2 separate regions of the Zea mays genome follow, and region 2 is linked to region 1. A link is a contact called in public Hi-C data. All regions are on one chromosome and are shown on one strand. Each heading gives the region's core, a stretch centred on a gene start, on an enhancer-like site or on the middle of the called end of the contact. The rest is flanking DNA. Distances are from core to core; before and after follow the strand shown.

Region 1 (7,071 bases), core at 2,779-5,278:
TGCCAGCACTGCCATTGCATGTGATGCGAGACTATTCTGTGGTAAAGAGCATATTACGTATACGTACCAAAGACGGTGGAGAACGCGAGACCGGCGGGAGGCTTGCCAGGATGGCCTGCAGCCCCACGGTGTCCCGCAGCACGACGTAGTGGTGCTTGGAGCGCTGTGTGCGAAGTCAGCAGGCTGGATTAGCGCCGACGACGTGCGCTTGGCCCGTGTGCCGTCGCCTGCAGCGTAAGGGCGAGTAGGAGGGGCGGAAGCGTGTCCCGCGTGAATCCGACGTAGTAGGCTCCAGCAACGCCATGGCCATCGAAGACGATGTGGTTCGTTGATCGATGACAGCAGTATGGAGTGCAACGCGACCATGAGCGCGGAGGCCACACAGGGTCGGCACGCAATACGGCGAGTAGCTGATGGCGTGGGGGGGGGGCGCTGGCCAATCGCCATGGCCTTGGGCCGTTGAGATGGGCGCGATTAGCCGCGCATGGCGGCGGACTCTCGCGGCCATGCAGGACTGCCATAGGTGTCGACCGCGGCGGGGAAGATGGATGTCATAGAAGCGCCTGCGTCGTGGTCTTGCGGTCGACTGGATCTCGCCGCTCCACGAATATGATGTTGATGCAGATCTAATCCCGCGGCAACGTCGAGGTAGAGCGTGCTGATAACGTGTTGAGAACTACGTTACCACAGATCACGAGATCCGCTCCCTTCCCTCCCGTCAGCAGTAGAGGCGCAAGAAGATGTAGAGAACCCGTCTCCCTTCCCATAAGCATGACAGATGAAACACACGAGACACTGAATATAGGGTTGGGCCTCTGGCCTCTTTCTGATCTCTATTCCATATGAGGGGGTACATGTTCTATATATAGAAACGTGATTGCCCTCAGGGGCATATTCGGTATTTGCCCACATAACCCTTCATTAGGGTTTCTCAACAGATCTGACCATCGCAGCCGCTGCCGCTGCGACCGGAGAGGGGAATGCATCATAGCATAGCAGAGACAAGCTCTGGGCCTCTGGATGGATTCATGGAGGAGCAGGGCGCCAAACAGCCAAGGCGCCAGCTGTCTGCCTGACGACTCACTTAATCGTTTCACAATGGCTAGCTCTTAGTCTTTTGGTCCATGTGGCACAATGCTTAATCGGCCCATTAATCTTAAACTTGACCTCGTGGGCGGCGCCGCCCAATCCACATAACGGCCTTGTACCTAAAAATGTTTGGATATCATTAAGAGCTAGTTTTGGAAGCTTATTTTTTTGGTGAGATTTCTATTTTCTCAATAGAAATTAGTTTAGTTTTCTTGGAAAAAATAGAAATCTATTGAAAAAATAGAGTTCTAAAACTAGCCCTAAACATGAATTTGTGGTGGAGATAATTGGGATTGTAACATCCTCGTCTGGTGGCTTCGCCACTCTATTACTCTGCACGCTCTTTTGGTATTATGGAAGTGAACCACTCGGCAGAAAATGATCATTTGAGAAAGAGCGGGACATTAGAATTTGCTAACAGTTGTAGGCGTCAGACCGTGGACTATAGGACTAATATGCCTTTCTATTTAGTCTTGTTTTCGTGCACCCCATACCGTAGAGTCGAGGCAGCCGCTAGCCGAGGTACTCCTCCACCGTTTCCTGTCGCTAGCCATCGAGGACACAGATCGGAGGAACGTGCGTGCCATGCTACTGAGTGATGTCCCACTGAGCCGCCATGGAGAAGGGTGCCCAGCCACCAGCCTCGGCATTTCCTGATTGTGAGCAACCACTTCAATCTCTTTTTCTGATCTCTCCCTATCCACATTCCCCGTTGTTATCTCTCCCTCTGATTTCCCGTTGTGAAGCAATGTGTGTTGTGAATGTGTTGGATTCCTTGTTTTTTGGTCTGAACATGGGAGCTTTAGATCCAGCGGCTAGAACTAGACCAGAGGTGAGTTCGATTCAATTATTTGTTTAATGTGTATCACATTTTCATTTATGTGTAACAAGCACAGGGCAATGGTTTACATAACACAAATGTGTTGATTTATAGGTCCCCGAATTTGATCGGGGGTCATTAGAAATCGAGTAAAGAGGTTGCTTCAGAGTTGTTGATGTATGACAAGTTGGGATTACAGGAAGAAGATGAGCGTGAAACTAGTGCAAGGCAAGATGCTTTTACAAGTAGACCTTTTGGTGTTCGAAGAAGTGATGAATTCGATGATGAAACAGTTGCATTGCCTTGCACTGATTGTTTACCACTTGAAAGGATATTAGTTTGCAACCGGTCTAATCTAGTAAAGAAGCTTGGTAGTTTGTAAAGGACATGAAAGAATCCAGACTTGCTATGAGGCAGTATGCGATTAACAGTGAGTTTGAGTTAGGGATTGAGCCAAGCTCACCTTTTATATATCTCTTGCCTGACCAGTTCCTTCAACTATGTAACACCCCAGGTGTTTGTCATGAGCTAAACCGTGATTTTGAACCTAAGCAAGTAGGTTAGTAAGAATAATGAACCCTATGTCGCTTCCATTTCCGTCTATTTCAATTTTATCAAGGATCTTGTGGAGTTCTATGATATGTGCTAATGCTATATGTTTTAAATCATATAAAGATGTGATGTCTATTTAGCTGGTGTGCTATATAAGTTAATCTAGTAAAGTAATTTAGAGAGCTAGTTAAACTACTTCTGCCCGTAGTCTAAGTTTAGATGTCCTAAAATGATGGGTCTAACCTTTGTTAGTCTTTTGATATCGTTCCTTATAAAAATATGGGATCTGCTGGAGATAGACTAAAGGGCTCTAGTATTGAAGGCGCGAGGAGACATAAAAGATCCATTATCTTTTTCTTTTCTTTTGGTGGCAAGACAAGAACAAAATAATATACGAGAACTCTTTCCTTATTACTATTATAAGTGGGTACAAATTCAATATATAAAGATGTGTAGTCCTTTATAGACATGTTTGATATTAGTTCATATAATCCTTACCATATGCCTCTAAGGCTCTATGCTAAGGAGGGATTATTAGTTTAGCTTACGCTAAGGTTGTAGCCCCTCGCACCAGAAGACCTGAAAGCTTTTAGATTGTCCGCAGCGGTGATCTCTAAATTTTCCCACTATATCATTTTTTTGCGTCACATTATCAACATTTCACCCTCTAAATTTTCATCTCCCGCAGTGATTCCCCCTATATTATCTCCCTATACCCACTACAACTATAAAATATTATTATCTAACTCTTTTCATCTTTTATTACTATTTTTTTCAACTATTAAATAGGGGAGCACTGTGCAAGGGGGCGCTACAGTGCTCCCCTTGATCTGGGGGAGCGGCGCGGCATCCCCTAGCACTGCAACGCGTAGGGGGCCATTTGGAGGCCACAGCTGCTCGCGTAGAGGCCCCCTACGCGTGTACAGTGCTAGGAGAGAGGGCACCGCGCGGCATGTGCTGCGGACGGTCTTATACATATGTTTTAAATTAAGACAACTAGAAAACTAATATTTATTCTAAGTGTTATGAACGAGATAGATTCAAGTCCACATCTAAATGTTGAACAAGGTGGACAACTATAACAGGGATGGTGACGACCACAAAAATAATGAATAATTAATCAACATATAAGAAATAAAGCAAAACGCAAAAAAAACTCAATTCAAATTTTAAAACTGGTGTATTTTATTCTTATCGATTAGAACGTAATATAATGTACGATTAAATTTAGAATAAACAACCACACTATAAACATAAGAAACCAATGTTCAACAAGAGAGGCAAAGAGCTCACGTGTGTGTCAGTGTGTGAGAGAATGTGCCTGTGTAAGTTTGATCAGCGAGCCGTTCCCAAATCCACTTGCTCAGTCGGCCGTGCGATCGGGATTTAGCGGTGGGGATCTGCACAAAAGCGGCAGTTTACAGCGAGCCCCTTGAACTAGCCTGTATTACCGTTGCGCAAAAGCGGCCGTTACCCTTGAACTAGCCTGTATTGCAGCGGAGCCACCGCCGATCCGGAACAATTGAATCGCTGCATCGGTGTTTCGCCGCCGCCGCAAAAAGAGGCGGCCGCGGTGAGTTCAAGGGAGGAGGAGGAAGAGGGTGTGAGGCGCTGCAGAACTCCTGTGGATCGGTGAGCCGAGGGCGATATGGGGATGTTCTTCAGCAAGGCGGAACCGCCGCCGCCCATGGTGCTGGTGCCGCCGCTCTTCGACTACCCTCCCATCGCTGCCCGCACCAGGTTCGCCGCTTCCCTTCTCTCCTCCATTCGGACCCTTCTGTTTTGTGACCTGTGAGGCAGGGAAGCCAATTGGTTGGTAGCCTCAGTGTGCACGAATCGCCGTACGCTCTGCATAACTGTTAGACTAGACGGTTGAATCGTCGTGATTAATCATGCTTGTCAAGCAATCGCGATTGATCGCTCGCGTATTGTGAAATGGAACTGTGGATTGGTGAAATGCGCCAGATCGCTGACACCAGTTGGCAGTACTGTTGCTCGTCTCAATTCTGGTAGCTTGCTTTTTCTTGGAGCACGCACATCTCTGGCAGATGCCTTTTCCTGCATAGTCCATAAGGGTATAAAGTTAGTTTTAGTCCACTGGAAGGATGAAACATCACTACATTGCACTTAGGGTGGCATTTATGTCAGCCTTGGTTCTTCATTGCACCAGTATTGAACATGCAGGATGGCGGTGCCAGCATATGAGCTAATGTTTGGGAAAGTCTCCCTGCACAATCTGTTTGAGGACTACTTTGATCAAGCTGGGAATATGACCTCAAGGATCATGTTGAAGCCGCTTGAAGATCCTCACGTTGATTTGATTGCTACTGTATCCTGTCAAACATTACTTATCATTTCTGCTGCGTCTTCTGTTCCTTCATCCTTTCAATATCATGGTACCTGTCTATTCAGGATATGATTGATTCTAAATGGATCACCAACTGAGCCCTATTTTCAGATTTTTTATTTGTTCATGCTGCTACCATTTTCACCCCTTTTCATTTATATTTCTTTCGAAGAATCACCAATTCACATCTCTAGTTGTCATTAGCATGCCATTGTTATTAAAACATCTACTGGCCTATTGACTTCTCTTCTGGAAAAGGACAATCTGTTGATGCTCCCTATGCTTGTTTTCAATTATGATAACAGTCTTCTCTGGATGTTGCATAGTGCCACAAGCTGAGGTCTTCACATATATATTTGTTGATATTACATATAACCTTGTGCCAGACTTTGAAATGGTGCCTTTTAGTGCAATCGCGTGTCCATAAAGCCACTGATTATAGCTGCAGGAGATTTCGTTCCAATTCATCCATTTTTAAATATTTTGTTACTTCACAAAAAGCTTTTGCCTACCTTAATGTCACTAGGTGTCTGCTGCTGCTGATAGAAACAGTGGAACAGAAGTAAAAGGGGATGCTTTATTTCGCTGGCAGAGGTGGATACTGGATACCCATAGCTTCTAAACTCTTCATATTAGTTCTACCTTTGTTATACTAACAAAAACAGTTGACTTCGTTTAGAGAGCTGGATGACCCCCATACCTTTGTGGACCTTCTTGTGTCAACTTCAAATCCGTAAGCACTTTCTGGTTCGATGGGCTATAATAGTCTTTGTCAGCATTTTTATGTATGAAAAACACGTCAATAACAATTTGCGCACCTCCTTTTTTGAAGCTTGCTGCAGCTGAGATTATGTGCATATCATCCTAAGTATCGTATTGGTGCCTTTGGAACATTACCTTTGCTAATGGGGAACAGGTAGGTAGGTGTGAGGCCATATATCTTGTTTCTGTTTCCAAATAATGCAAAGGCTGTTATATAGCTTTCCAGAAACTTTAATGTTGATTGTTGAAGATTTTTTTCTGGACCAATGTTAACTATATTTTATTCTGTTAAGTTATGTTTGTGTTTTTTTTGCAGGGTGCGTTCAGAAGACTATGGGGTCATGGGTGTAAGATATGGTTCAGAGAATTTATCTGTTGGAGCATCCTTTGTGCCAATTTCCTGTATACATTTATCTACTGCTAATACACCTCCTTTTCTTTTCTATCTTTTTGTTGGTGGTTTGCTACCCCAACTTGCTCGGGATTAAGGGTCTGTTTGGTGTGGCGCCGAAGCTGCCACAGCCTGCCTAAGCAGCGGCGCTCGATTTGGCCGCCACAACTCCGGCGGCAAATCTGTGGCGTGCTGTGGCGTGGGCGGTGGCCAACCAAACAGGCCTTAAGTGCCGTTGTTGTTATTTATTGAATTTCATTAAGGATGATATAACAAGTAGATGCATCTCCATGGTTTTGATTCGACTTAATGTATTGGATTGTTCCTTAATAATATTCTTATGTGGTTATTTTCAAGTCTAACTTGTCATGCTAATTCGTTTATTTGCAGTACCCAGTGAGGTACCCTTTGGTGCATGGTTGGTTGGGAGAAAAGGGAGCTTATCTGCAGGAGTACAATACAAGCCACTTAGTGAGTGTTACCAGGCTAAATGGTCCGAAGTTCTATTCTTTAGATGGATATATGACTCTCTTAAAACATCAGTTCATTGTTCTGCATTCCTTTGTTTTTTCACCACTGAAGGTTCTATACTTGCATGTTGGGGGTGTACTGTCGTTTGTAAGATATAGCTGTCTTTCGGCATTGAACCGTGACAACCAAAATAACAAAGCCTTTTAGTCCCAAGAAAGTTATCACTACTGCAAAGATGTATAAGGATTTGAAGTTCTCTACAATTACTATTTCTATTAGATTTTCCAATATTTACATAGGTTACGCTAACATGCTTGGGATTGAAAGACTTTGTTGTCATCGTCGTTGCTAAGTTCCAATATTTTGTTGAATATTTTCTTCCTTCCCTGCTAGCAGATAATACATGTGGATGTTTATTATTTTTATATGTTTTGAGCCTTCTGTTTTTGCTGCTAACCCTTATTCTCTATCCTATCTTTTTTCAATAGGTGGCAGCAAATATCCTATGCCATTTACAGAATTGGAGAACTGGAATTATGCAATCAGTTATGGTGTTGGCTCAACTAGCCCGCTCAGCCCTTCATTCATTTTCTCCCTGGAACTTGCCAGAAGCACACAGGTTTGCTTTTATATTGTACT
Region 2 (7,071 bases), core at 2,427-4,926, 410 kb before region 1:
GTCACGGCTCTTTAGGATGTTTTCCTTTGGAGTACAATGATGTTCCCAGTGCTTGCAATCACGTGGGTCTGCTCTATATGGTTTGGTACACACGTTTAAGGTTATATATATATATGTTTCTTTGTCTTAGCTTATTGTGGTATGCAGCATACCATCTGTTACAATTCAAGTTGAGACAAACGGGTCTCAAGTTGAGACAAACGGGTCTCGTATTGTTGTAGCAAACTGCAATTTCCCTGGCGTCATTGTGTCAGTTGAATAGTTAATTAGGTCTGAATTATCGTTGTCAGTCTCTTAGGTCCGTCCCTTAGGAAGCAAGTCTGGATTAAACTGGTGGAAAGGAACCTGACACCACAAATGCTGGAACAGGGAGGGCAGCAAAGGCAAACAGCTCTGAAATATCGCAGTATTGGGTTTAGACACGGAAGCACACCAAACAGCTCTTTGATTCTTTGAATAGTTCAGCGCTTTCAGCATCTTGGGCTATTAATAAGACCTGTCAGAAGTGTAGATGAAAAGACAAAACTATCAGAACTGACAGGACTGATCATTCAGTAGCACCATGATGGGCTAAAGTTCAACAACTGTGCAAAAGTCCAAGGTCAGTGCATTCTGTGTCATGTATCTAAACTGATTTTTTGTTGGGAGAAATCATCTCAGCAATTCACCTGATTCTGCAGATGAGATCAATACATTAGGTAGGTATTAACATGTGATCTTTTCACCATTTTCTATTAGTTTGGGCAATTCAAGCTCCAGGTAGCAAATTGAGCTGGATAGGTGTAAAACACAGTAAATAACACCTGCCTGTAGATAAGGCGGAGCCAGAGCAATATCTTGGCCTCAGCAGCCGTTGTTGACATTTTCGGTTACTAGTCAAACATGTGATGAACAGATGCTTGCAAACTACAAAGTCATGGTCTAGACTGTGGTGAGAGAGAGCAACACAATTAGCAAGCTGGCTTTGGCATAGGGTCTGGCATGCGCTCAACGTGGTCAAACCGGTCCAAATCAACTTCAGCAAGCACATGCCTCAATGCCTGCAAGCGAGAAAGAAGGTTAGTCACCCTTAATGACATCCGTCTTGAGTTTCGTTCGATCCTATATATAATCCCATCGGAACTGGTTACATTCTGGAATCTCTGAATCTAATGGAAATATGTTAAGAATTCGTACCCAATCCAAGGCCTATGCCCCTACAAAATCCAGCTCACTCAACATTGTTAGCTTGCTGCGTTATTGCTGTTAATCATCCTATTTTTCAGCACGATGGCATATCTCAACTCCTAAGGGCCAAGGAAGCGCACGAGTTGGCTTGCTTCTCAACACCGCGGCGCTACTGCCTGTGAGTAACATTGCTTACAAGTCTGCAGCTCACACAGCTAGTTAATTGCGTTCTACTTTTTTTTCACGGCGGGAACCTTTCTATGCTAAAACTTGTTACTCGATACCGTAGTTGAATATATTGTTGATCAAAATATCCAGTATCACATCTGGATATGCCAAATTTCCCAGTTATCCGTTTATCCCCATGCCTTGCAATTTTCTTGGAGCGCATTCATTGCATCCTTATCTGCCTCTCACCGCCTCATCTCTTGCAGCAGCATGGGTGATGGCCCTATCATCATGAATCGAAATCCTTGTAAATCCTTAGGTTCTGGAAGGTAGAGGCGGCGACAGCACTACAGCAGCCATGTGAGTACGTGACTTGGAGCTCCAGCCCTCCATTAATGGAATCAATCAGGTCTGGACAATGACACTCGCTCCATGCATGGCAGCATGGGATGCATCTAGAGCCAAGTACAGTTTAAGCTTAAACACCACAGCATGCAAGTACACCTCCAATTGAATGGCAAACAGAGAGAGAGAGAGTGTGTGAAAGGTACGAGTATTTCATGCAACCTCGAGTCTCTCTAATGGCGGTGTCACAGATAATAAAATCTGCATGCAAGCATTGTTTTCCACTATATTTCATCCAGGCCCCCCTCCACACACACACACAGTATATCCTAGCTACAGGTATTGCATGCTGCTCTCTAATTAGCAATTGGCTGAAGAGAACTCAAGATTAATAGCTTATCATGAACTCATGCCATTTTGGCCATTAGTTTATGCTGGGTTGGAAGCTTGAGCTAAATGGAAAAAAGTGCTGCATTAGAAGGGAGGAGAGACCACCGGCTATATTCGCTATTGATTAACAGATTAAGTGAAGATGGAAATATAGATCGGAATTTAGATTGGTTAACCTTGCTCGCCGAAGGGGGCTAAATGGCAATAAGGTAGCAGGATTGTAGCTACAAAACATGCACAGTGCCTCCTCCTCCTTCCAATTGATCCCCCAAGCTAGTAAGAACAGAATAAAACCAAAGATATGCAAGCAAGAATCGTGAAGCAAAAGAGGATGGTGAAGACGTGAAGTGACTACAAAAAATCAAGGATAAGGTGAACCCAAAAACGGAAGGGAAGAAAGGATAGGAACCCCTCCTGACTTCCCTTGTTTAATCCCACACCCCCTCTCGGAGCCCATAAAAAAATGAGGCGGGGGATTAAGCAAATGGTGGTGGTGGTGGTGGTGCTGCTGACTGCTGAGCCTTGTCTCCCACCGTGGCTACTGGGGCTGCTGGGGCTGTTGCTGCCCCTCGGGAGGCGGCAGGTGCGGCGGCGGCTGCCTCCTGCCGCCGCTGCCGATGTGCTTGTTGTTGTGCATCCAGACCTTGAAGACCTGCCGCCGGACGCCGACCTGGTCGCAGAAGTGCTGCACCAGCGCGTCGTCCTGCTTCTGCATCCGCCAGCCGAGGCGTTCCGCGAACGCCAGCATCTGCTCCTTCTGCTCCGGCGTGAACTTGGTCCGGATCCGCTTCCGCCGGACGTGGCCCTGCGCGTGCGCGTGCGGCGCGGCGGCGAACCCGGACGGCGGGCCACGCTCCTCGCTGGACGACTCGGTCGTGGTGCCGCTGGGCGTGCCGTGGTACGGGAACAGCGGCGGCGACGCGTAGTGGGGGTGGGCAGCGCCGGCCGCGTAGGGGTGGGGCGGAGGCAGGAGCAGCGGGACGCGCGGGACCGCCGCGGCGGGCGGCGGCAGCAGGAGCTGGTGGCGGCGCCCCGCGTCGCCCTTGCGGTGGAAGCTGCGGTGGCAGCCGCAGGCTGCGCACTTGAGCCTGTCGGCGTCCTCGGGCATGAACTCGCCGCAGCCATCGACGACGTGTCCGCCCAGCGCCGCCGCGTGGTTGCGCAGACACTCGTGGTACGTCGCCTCGGCGGCGTGGTTCTGGTTCCCCGGGCCGCGGCCGGGGCCGAGGCAGGGCGGCGGCGCGGAGCTCGCGCCCATCTCCTCCGAGACGGGCTCCTCCCCCTCCTGGGCCGTGAATTCCATCAGCGCATGCCTGCCTGCCCTAGCGCCCTGCCGCGGCGACGAGGACGCCCTGCCGCGGCCGCTCCCTCTGGTGCCGCAGGGGCTGTAGCCTGCAAGACTGCTGGGGGTCGGGTCGGCTGGCTGGTATGTAGTTGCGGTCGTCGTTTCCTAGGGGTAGTAGGGGTGGTGCGGTGTGGGTTGGCTTTTGTGCTTTTGTTCGCCCGTGGTGCGTGGGAGGAGGACTGGAGGAAGAGGAGGCTGTGTGAGCAGGCCGGCAGCGGAGGGATGCGGCATTGATCGTGACCGCCTGCGGCGAGGCGAGTGGTGGTGGGGGGGGGGGGGGGGGGGGGGGGGGGTCCGGGCTGCATGCCTGAGCTGGGAAATGGCGCTTTTGTTTCCTACCCGGCGGTCCGCGGTGGCGGTGTGCAGTGCAGCGACCGACATGGGCAGGGGTGACCCTGACCTCCCGTCCCGTCCCGTACCCATGCCACGCGGGCCCCAGGCTTTAATGATGCAGCCGGAGAGAATTGGGCGGCAGCGCGGCAGGTACCACCGTACCAGTACCACCGCCGCCGCTGTAGCCACGGGCCCGGCCGCCCGGCCCGGGTGGGTTTATGGCCGTCGGATCGGGACGGCCATCGGGGAACGGCGCGGCCGCTGTCTAGGCCGTGGCGCCAACCTACTACTAGAAATTTACACGTATATAATAATCTATGGGAATGGGATGGAGGGCAGCCGTGCTGTCCGTGCAGGCCCTTGTCAACAGCGACGCTTCCACGGGGAGCAGGAGTCGCGCGTGCTGCCGTGCGGGGCTGCAACGCCACCGCGTCATTTCGTTGACCGGCTCCCGCTCCTCAGCCGGACCGGAGCCAGATATTTCTCTCGAGAGACGAGACCACAACTACGAGAGCAGCGCAGGGCCTGCGACGCGTCTCCCATACTAGGCTTGGCTTGAAGAACAGAGTAACAGTTGAAACCGGATACATACGTACGTCAAGACCAACCAAAAGCCCTCGTTGGATTGCCAATTTATATAAACTATATATGTAGTCTGCAAGCAATGCTCCTATTCGCTGGAAGGAGCCATACAATTCTGCAATGGAAGGCAATGCTCATCTGCCTCTCGGTCCTGATGCATTCATCGTCCGTCGAGGGCCATGTCACCATTTTATCTTCTTCTCTGGCCTCTGGACCTCGTATCAGCTGGTAATGTAACCTTAACCCTATTTGTTTTTACAGCCTACCTATAATTTGACGAGCAGGATTATTGAGAAGAGACGATGGCGATTGGTAGCCGGAAATTTTAAAAGACTGCTTTTTTCCTTTAATTTGACGAGCAGGATTATTGAGAAGAGACGATGGCGATTGGTAGCCTACCTGTAATTTCCATATTTGAATTGAGATTTGAAAACAGAACACTGAATATAGATGATGTGGTAGATCTAGGATTACCGGGCTATGGACCGGCCCAGCCTACTAATTTAGCCGTGCTTTCTAGACTAGCGTGACCTAAAACAGTGGGCCATGCATAAGACAGACGCCCATTTAGGCAACGGCCCGATGCCACTGCCTGGTAGGGGCCGTGACAACAGATTGCTACGGACCACCATTACCACAACCCTGCCGTATCACCAACATAATCCAAAAATAAAAACATTTGGACAACTGCATGGCCCATTTGACACTTGCACCTTTATTTATACATTAGAGTGTAGTATGTATACCTAACAGTAACAGCAACAGGAGGCTCAGCAATGGAGAATGGAGATTTTTCAATTAAAAAGAAAGAAAAGATGAAGAAAATAATAGGACCACAAACATTGATTGAGGCCATGCCAAAGAATATACAGCTGCAAACACATGCACTTCACCGAATGCTGCTGCCATGCACATTCCCCTACAGCCAAAACCAGAAGGTTTACACGGAGCCGCACGAGAGAGGTAGCCAGCAGCAAGCAAGAACGCTGACCCACATGTGAAAATCCTTGGAAAGCCAATAAGGGCTAGTTTAGAAGCCTTAAATCCAGAGGGGATTGGAGAGGCTAAAATGCACTCCGTATTCAAATTTGAATAAGAGGATTTTAGCCCCTTCAATCCCCTCCGAGTTTTAAACTTCCAAACTAGCCCTAAACTACTCCATGTTCCTAACAAAATGTCTCAGCCTCTAGATGGTGCTGATCTATGGTGTGGGGCTGTGCCATGCTGGGGAGGTGCTCCTGATGTAATCTTCGCCAAAAATACATTTTCCAAATTCTGTCCGGTTAAGAAACAAATATATGCTTCCAGGAAACTGTTTAAAGGATATGAGATTGCTACTGAGGCAGGTAGCAATAATGCTAGGGTGGAGCCTGCTGTGCCCAACAGGAAAGGAAGATTTGTGTCTAGAAAAGGTGAAGAATAACTTGGAGAGGCTGCTGTTTCACAAGGCGCACAGCTCGGAAGAGAAAGAGATGCTCAAATCACAAGACGCTCGAGGAAGCCAACAACATATCTCGCACAAATGGCTCAATCTGTCAAGTTAGTCTTCTATGAAGCGTGCCCCACCTAAATGTTGTTGGTCCTTGTCTTGCTTAATAATTATCTCTTTTGGAACCAAACAACCATCTCAGTAGCAGGACCAAATCAGATAGCTAAATACTATCAGCTAATGGATTCAAATAAGACTTAAGACTAGGACGACAATGCCCTAAAACAACCAAGTTGGCAATGGAGCCATGGAGTATGGAGAGCAAACGATTAGTACATTATTAACCAAAAATTCTGTTCCTTTCGATTTATCATATGTTTTTTTTTTCACTTTCTAAAATCGAAGGTCACTAGTAGTAGTTGGAATAACATTCCGTAAAACCGACTGAGTGCTCGCAAAACAAAACGAAGTGTGTAATAGAATCTTAAAACGCAATAAACTACAGAAATTCCTATATAACTGAATTTTGGCAGAACTCATTTTGCCGGCACTGTATCATCAACAGGCAAGCTTCAAAAAAAATCCAAAACATAGTAACTTTAATCAAGCTTTCTGTTTCTTCGATAACCAATGTCGAGCAACAGGGAGGAGCTCTTATAACATTCCATAAAAATGTACATGCCCTCAAAAAATTTCCCATGTAACAGAATATAAAAAAAACAGGATAAACTGAATGACAGAACCCATTTTGCCAGCATCGTGTCAAACAAATCAATAGGCAATCTTCAAAAGATCCAAAACGTCATAACTTTAATCAATTTCTGTCTGTTTCTTCGACAACCAATATTATTTCGGCTTATAATATCGAAAGTCTTCTAATACCGAAAGCCACAAGCAATTGGGAGGAGCTCTTGTAACATTCCCTAAAGTGAGCGTGCCCTCGCCAGAAGTACACGTGCAGTAAACCACACCAAGTTCGACATAACTGATTTTGAAAGAACCTATGTTACTGGTGTTGTATCAAACAAATCCATATGGAAGCTTGAAAACCCCAAATGTAATCATCATAATATGTCTTTGCATAGCCTGTGTTATTTTAGTTTCTAAAACCCAAAGTCATGAGCAAACGAGAAGAGCCCAATTTTGATTTAGAATTAGATGGGCCTTGGGTCAAGCATGGAACAATTCCATGCTTAACAACAGAGCATGCTCTTAGAGCATGTTCGCTTAGCCCGGGATTCATCCCGGAATTGTTCCAGCTAATCAAACCTTATATAAATTAGGTAACCAATTCGGCTAGGAATAGTTCCGG

The links. Hi-C and Micro-C count contacts between places; a contact is called where the count stands out from the background.
Region 2: a contact with region 1 is called in a Hi-C map of endosperm, with 3 times the contacts expected there. The contact joins the promoter of LOC103635380 here to the promoter of LOC100382356 in region 1. A contact is called at or near these places in 7 of 25 Hi-C or Micro-C datasets (bundle sheath, ear, endosperm and 3 more) and 1 of 3 datasets of contacts at active chromatin or transcription factors (leaf).

The regions. Positions count from the first base shown.
Region 1 is chr8:75,121,456-75,128,526 of Zm-B73-REFERENCE-NAM-5.0, reverse strand. It overlaps LOC100382356, which reads left to right and starts at 4,028. Exons shown (of 14, transcript NM_001175102.1): 1 at 4,028-4,201; 2 at 4,646-4,790; 3 at 5,335-5,402; 4 at 5,488-5,541; 5 at 5,641-5,724; 6 at 5,887-5,972; 7 at 6,352-6,432; 8 at 6,921-7,051. The coding sequence starts at 4,110.
Region 2 is chr8:75,531,900-75,538,970 of Zm-B73-REFERENCE-NAM-5.0, reverse strand. LOC103635380 (zinc-finger homeodomain protein 6) reads right to left here and starts at 3,676. Exons shown (of 1, transcript XM_008657844.3): 1 at 2,167-3,676. The coding sequence starts at 3,373. The coding sequence ends at 2,609. LOC103635379 (a long non-coding RNA gene) reads left to right here. Exons shown (of 4, transcript XR_004851976.1): 1 at 1-601; 2 at 681-1,058; 3 at 1,266-1,345; 4 at 1,602-1,962.